Linked DNA regions of Athene noctua: region 2 is linked to region 1. The links are chromatin contacts, called in public Hi-C maps. All regions are on one chromosome and are shown on one strand. The core of a region is the stretch at or near the end of the contact, and the rest is flanking DNA. Distances in the headings are between cores, read along the strand shown.

Evidence for each region. Hi-C and Micro-C count contacts between places; a contact is called where the count stands out from the background.
Region 2: a contact with region 1 is called in a Hi-C map of heart, with 10 times the contacts expected there. The contact joins the promoter of FAM8A1 here to the promoter of TBC1D7 in region 1. A contact is called at or near these places in 2 of 2 Hi-C or Micro-C datasets (heart and liver).

What each region holds. Positions count from the first base shown.
Region 1 is chr2:97,755,170-97,758,419 of bAthNoc1.hap1.1, reverse strand. It overlaps TBC1D7 (TBC1 domain family member 7), which reads left to right and starts at 1,851. Exons shown (of 9, transcript XM_074899685.1): 1 at 1,851-1,943.
Region 2 is chr2:97,961,032-97,964,224 of bAthNoc1.hap1.1, reverse strand. FAM8A1 (family with sequence similarity 8 member A1) reads left to right here and starts at 1,851. Exons shown (of 5, transcript XM_074899706.1): 1 at 1,851-2,488. The coding sequence starts at 1,894.

The sequences.
Region 1 (3,250 bases), core at 602-3,101:
TTGGCATTTCAAAAACGTTGGCTACGATTAAAATAACGGGACGTTCTGTGCATTTCAAAATAAGCCACTTTTACCTTAAGAAGCTGTCTTGCAGGGCTCTAGTATTTGAAATCCTGGTGTTGCTAACTCAGGTGTTAGATGGTTTTCTTCAAGTTTCTGCTCCTGGAAAGGGGCCATGAGCTGAAAACAGCTCCTTTTAAGAGCATCTGCCTTGTTCTTGCAATCAGGACAGTTAAAGGCTGGCAAGATCTCAAAGATCTGAATGAAAACATCACCACTAACCATAAAAACCCCAAATAAAAGCACACTATTAATTTCATGTCCCATGGTTTTGGCAGCATGGGTTGATTTTTGAGTGTTGGCTTTCAACAGTGAGATCTAGGCCTTTTATCTGTTTTGAGGGGTAGGAGTATTAGTGTCATCTACTTTGCTCACATGCATCAGAGTAGATCTTGGTTTTGGAAAATGCACTTAGCTTCTTATTCCAAGTAAAATGTCCTTAGATGTGTTTTGCTGATTAAGGATACCAATTAAACCCAGACACCAGAGTGAAAAGAGTAGGCGTATTTTACTAGTGATAACCAAATAATGTAACAGTGTAATATAGAAAACATGTAGTAAGAAAAAGTAGAATAGTGCACTTACAGCAGCAAACAGGAAAAAACAGGGTAATGCCTTAAATTATTACTACACGAGAGAGAGAATAGAGATTAAGAAAAATACATCACCACTTGCATACGTTACCATCACCCAGACCCGCAGTGGCTGGGCAGCCCCGGTTACAGCGAGGGTTTGCAGAGCCTGTCCTGGCAAGTGGGAAATCCTACGTGGTGCGTCCACCCGTAGGTGAGGCACCCAAAGTCGCTGCAAACGGGCCCAGCCTTATATACCAGAGATCGACCAGCCAGAATAGCTGGCACCTTTGTTTTGAGCAGAAAATTTCTGGTTTCATTCTCCTGTTGGATTCCACCCAAAGCCTGGCCAGGGCTCAGGGGGGGAAACCAAGGGAGTTTCTAACAAGGCCAGATACTTGGGTTCTCAGCCTTCAACAAGGCTGAGAAAGGGAAGTTGGATACATTTTCTCCTCACTACTGATTATATTTTGTCTAAGCTGCATCTTTCACTAGCAAGTTTACATGTTTTATTAATGGCTAACACGCTAAGTTAGCACCTTCATCTTGGGGCCTGTTGTTCAGGCTGCAGTATTTCAATGCTTTAGCACTTTTTACATCAGCATAGGTGGGTTGTTATAACTTAGTACAATACCTACTAGCACAATGGTCATCAGTTATAAAATATACAGGATTCATCTATAGGTCAACTCTGGCTTGGGCTTGTTGTCCAAGGCTTAGCACTTCAAGATGTCAGTGGATGGACCAAAACTCTAAGCATACAAATTACAGCAAATAATACAGTGCAGGCAGCATCACCCTCTGCTATTCTTTATGGTCTCCGTGTTAAGAGAGTTCTTTCTTTATTGATGAGCACTATCGGTGGATCTTGCGCGGCGCTGTCCCTTCTGGATCACTGCTCTGTAAGAATTCCGTGCTGGGCACAGCCCGTTCTGTCACAACGCCGGTGTCACCTTGAAGCAGGCGTATGAGAGATGCAGCTGTTTCCCTCCGGCAGCCCTCAGTGTCCCCGGATCTGCCCCGTGAAATGTGGGGAGGAGCGAGGAGGAGGGGCCGGCACAGGGAGGTGAACGGCAGACGGCTTGATCTGCGGGGTGAGGGGGCGAACAACCGAGGTGTGTGCGAGGCCCGGACCGCCCGAGCGGCGCCGCCACCGCCCCGGCCCTCCCTGAGAGGCCCGGCGGGGGCAGCCGGCCCCGCCCCGCCCCGCCGTCACGTGGTCCTTCCGCGGGGCGGGGCCTGCGCATGCGCCCGAGCCCGCCCCTCGGTCCGGCCCCGCCCGCGCCGTAGGGCCGCGTCCGGCTGCCGTAGGTGCGCGGGGCGGGGGGGAGGCCCCGGTGGTGGCGGGAGGGCGGGCGGCTGTCACCGGCCCCGCTGTCATCCCCTTTCCTGAGCCCCTGCCCTCCCCCGGGGCCTCGCGGTGGCCTCACCTGCCGGCGCGGCTCTGCCTCGGGGTGGCGGTGACCGGGCCCCTCCCGCCGCCCTGGCCGGCCCCCGTGGGGGCTCCGGTGGGGACCCTCTGCCCCCGAGCGTGTGCGCGCCGGGCGGGCGGCGGGCGGGCAGGGTGTGTGGGGTGCCCAGCCTCTGCCCCGCCGCCTTGCCCGCTGGAAGGGGGATGCCGGTATGTGTGGGAGAGGGGTGGCCGTCAGCTTGCGGTTTGATTTCCGGGGGGTGGATGACCCCGTGCCCAAGTGTATCCCCGTTTTCCTTGGGAATGTCACAGAGACCGGGTGTCGCAACCCCAGAGCCTGAAACAGCGGCGAGGCCGCCGTAGGGGCCGGGAGGGGGTGAGCGAGGGCTGCGGCTGCCCGCAGGCGGGGCTGCTCGGCCTGCCAAGGCTGCGCCCAGAGTTCGGCTTAGTCTGGGCAAGGCAGGGCATTCTGTAAATGGGCAGAAGTGTGTTGGCATCGTGTCTGGCTCCTTACGAAGTATTTGTGTTTAATTTGTATTCGTTGCGTGAAATAATGTGATGAAGAGGGCTGTTAAGGCCAAAAATGCATTAATCTTTCAAGACAGGATGAATTAATTGTACTCTTGTACAGAACACTTCCAATGAGTTGGCTAGGGATTTATTTTCACCCTTTCTTCTTCCAGTTTATTGATGATATGTGTAAAGATTAGAATATTCCTTGTTTGCCCAACATGAAAGTATATATCCTAAATTTGGAGGGAAGGAGGCAACAGTGTGCCTTCTTTTTTCCACTGAGTAAATAAAATGTACTGCTGGTAGGTGATAGTTTAAAATTATTAAAATGGCATTCCTTATAGATCATGCTGTTATTTTTCGTATTACATTTATTGTTTCTGTTCTGTGACTCTACTGTCAGCTTTCCACAAGTGGTACAGGCTAAATGTTTTCTAAATAACATGTTATTCAGGTTTAAGAAATTTCAGCTATTTTGAATATAGTTGAGTGTCTATAGCATAAGTCTGCTAGACATGAGTGCAATGTAAGTAGTAAACACTCATCACCAGACCCTTAAATGCACAATACATGAACATCACGGTCATTTTCACAAGGATGATGCACAACTGGAATGTCTTACAAGTAATTTTTTTTTTTTTTCTGGTTTTGAGATAGTATTTTACCTGTCTCAGAAAGCACTAATTCAGTCCTT
Region 2 (3,193 bases), core at 602-3,101, 210 kb before region 1:
AAACCCTGGCACTGTGGTCTTCAAGCATTTGTGGTGAAAATCCAATTTAAAAAAAAAAAAAAAAAATAGACTGTAGCTGATGAAGGAAGAACTGCAATATTATAAATGAAGAAGCTTTGTTATGTTACTTTTACTGTCAGCTTTCCAAGCTAGTTTTTCTATTAGGAGTTATTCGCTGGCTTAAGATCACGTTTTTTTCTACACACTTACCCATCTGTCTGTCTACCTTCCTTCTTTCCTTCATTTCTTTAACTCTTCATTGTCCTTCCTAATCATCCTCAAATTTACTATGTTTCGCAAATGATTTACGCATGTTGATTTCACCCAGGTCTTGAACTAAACACATGCCAGTGTAATTAGAGCTATACCTACTTAATGAGCACCAGCACCTAACATAACTGCATTTAATTAAGGTGGTGAGGGTTATTTCCCAAGCACTTTGACAATTCACCTCAGCTTGGCTATATGAGAGACTCACTCTGCAGAAACTTCACTTTTTAAATGAGTTAGGGTTACATGGGAAAATAATGTATTTTGGTTTAGTCTGGCAGGGAGAGGGAGGGGTTTCTGGGTTTTGTCAGCTGTGCTATTTGCTGTGTTAAAATTGGGAAACACTCCATGTTTACAGTATAGATTACTAGTTCGTTCAGTATGGAGCTGCGTTAACATCTGTATTGCACAGAACTTGTGGTCTGGTTGAGATGCTTAATAGTACACAGGAACCTTAAATATTAAAAATTAACTCGGACAACTGTGTTTAAACTTGCTGTAGGGCCCCTGGTTCTTTGGTCAGCGTTGGTGCACAGAAAGAACACGAATGTGAAAGAGAAAAAGATGGGAAAGGCGAGATGGAAAAGAATGCAACATTTAGACAACAAAATCAAACCGTAGTAGTACACAAGAGCAATTTAACACTTTTTCTCTCTCCGAACAATTTCAACCCACTTCCTATTAGTCAAGAGAAAGTGTTTAGAAAGTTGCGAGAGGCCAGGACCAGCAGCTGTCACCGCAGGTGGCAGTACGCGGAAGGACAGATAACGCTGCCCGGCTGCAAGGCAAATGCCTTATTCCTCACTTGGCTTTATCGCCTCGTCCACCACGGCCTATTAAGAGTAATTTACCTGTGGTCTGGGCCAAATTCAGAAGTCAGGGGAAGGGACAGACTGTGAGAGGCGGATCTCGTCCTGCTTTCCCCCCCCTTCCAAGCACATTCAGAGAGGAGCGTTTTGAAAACGAAGGCTGGCACAGAAGATGAAGACTCCCTTTCCACACTTCAGCACAACGTGCTGGAGCAAGTCCCCCTGAGGCCCGCTCTCACAGTCGCCGTCCGGCTACGAAACCGGGCCTGGGCCTTCGGCTGAGGAGGAGGCTGCGGTGCCGGAGGGCAGCTGTCTGGCCGCCGGCGAGACGGAGGGAGGGAGGGAGACGGGCCGGACGCCGCCGCCAGTCCCGCTGAGGGGATGGCCGCTCCCCGCGCTGCCTCCGGGCGGCGCAACACCGGAGGAGCCGGCGGCGGGGAACCCCGGCGTTTGTGCTGAGGAGAAACGAGGCGCCCTCCGCGCGGCCGGGAGAGCCCTGCGGCGCGCTCGGTGCGCCGGGCCGCGCCCCCGCCGGGGCCGGTTTTACCTCGAGAGCGCTTGGAACCGCGCTGGGCAGAGCGCGCCCCTGCCTCGGCGATACCATCTCCCGCGGGGCGGGGAGAGAAAGAGCAGTTAGTTCCTTCCTGGCGCCGCGGCAGAAGGGCTTTCCCGGCGGTGGTACGCTCCGCCTCGGGCCGCCGCCTAGCGCTCGGCCGCTTCCCCCGCTCCCTCCGCCGTGCGTGGGAGTGGCGAGGCGGCGCCCCGGCGCACGCGCGCTGCGGGAGGGCACGCAGTGCCAGAGGGGAGGCAGGAGATGGCGGAGGCCGCCGCGGAGCCGGGCGCGGGCCGGGCCGGCGCTGGGGCGGCGGCGGCGGCGGCAGCGATGGCGGAGGGCGACAGCGAGCGGAACGACGGCGTCGCCGGAGCGGGGGAGGCCGCGGCCGCCGCGTCGTCACCGCCGGGCTCCCCTCCGGGCTCCCCTCCGGCGGCCGCTGGGGGCGAGGGCGGCGGGGCGAAGCCGCTGAGCGCGGCGGAGTACGCGCGGCGCGTGCACCAGTGGCTCTGGGACTCGTACTGCGGGTACCTGGGCTGGCAGGGCTGCCTGCCCGCGCTCCTCGCCAACGCCAGCAACGCCGCCGCCAACCCCGGCCCCCCCCGCGTCGCCGCGACGCCCCCTCCCTCCCCGCCGACCGGAGCCGCCGCCGCCGCCGCTTACTACAGCCCCTTCTACCTCTTCGCGCCGGTGCCAGCCCACGCGGCCACCGCCGGGCCAGGGCCCCGCGCCTCAGCCGCCGCCGGCGCTTGGCCGGGAGCGGCGGGCAGGCTGGCCCCCCTGCCCAGGGCGGCCTCCAGCAGCGCCGCCGGCTCCAGCGGCAGCGGCGCCCCCAGGGAGACGGGGCGGCCGGCAGGTGAGTGGGGCGGGCGGGGCCCGGGCCCGGGCTGGGGGGAGAGCGGCCGGCCTGGCCCGTGGGGAGGCGGCCGGTGGGGCCAGAGTCCCTGGTCGGCTGCCGTGCGGGGCGGGTGGGCGCGGGGCCGGGGCCGGTGCCTTGCTGCCCGCGGCGCCTTCGGTCTCCGCCGCTTCCCCGCCGCCGTGTTGGGAAACGGCGTCTCCGGGAGGAAGCGGGGGGTTTGGCAACGTTGAGGGCCGCTGCGCTTCTGAGGGCGGCAGACCCGGGCGCGTCGCTGTGCCCTGTAAAAGGGGACAGCTCAAATACCGAGTTTGTAAATCCAGAACTTAATCCGCAAGCAGGTTTGAGAGGGTTGTCTTGGGTGTACGGCGTGTAGCTTTAGCGCTTGTAAGGCGTTTTCATGGATATGAAGAAGGTTGGGGTTGGGTTTTTTCAATAAAACTTGTGATCGTGGGCTTGTAATGCATCAAGCTTTGTAATGTAAGTAGGCTGTTTGGATGATGAAATCTAAACTCACTTTATCAGTTTTAGTGGGCTCTTGGTCCTTAAAGTCACTTAATGAAATTGAAGCAGAGAAGTAAAAACAGGCTTACATTCGGCAAGCTAGCAGCAAGACCCGAGATAAACAAAAGTCTGCTAGGGCTATAAATATTGAAGGCTGTGTATAGCAGTGCTTCTGTTTATATTTGTTCGAGAGCAAGACAA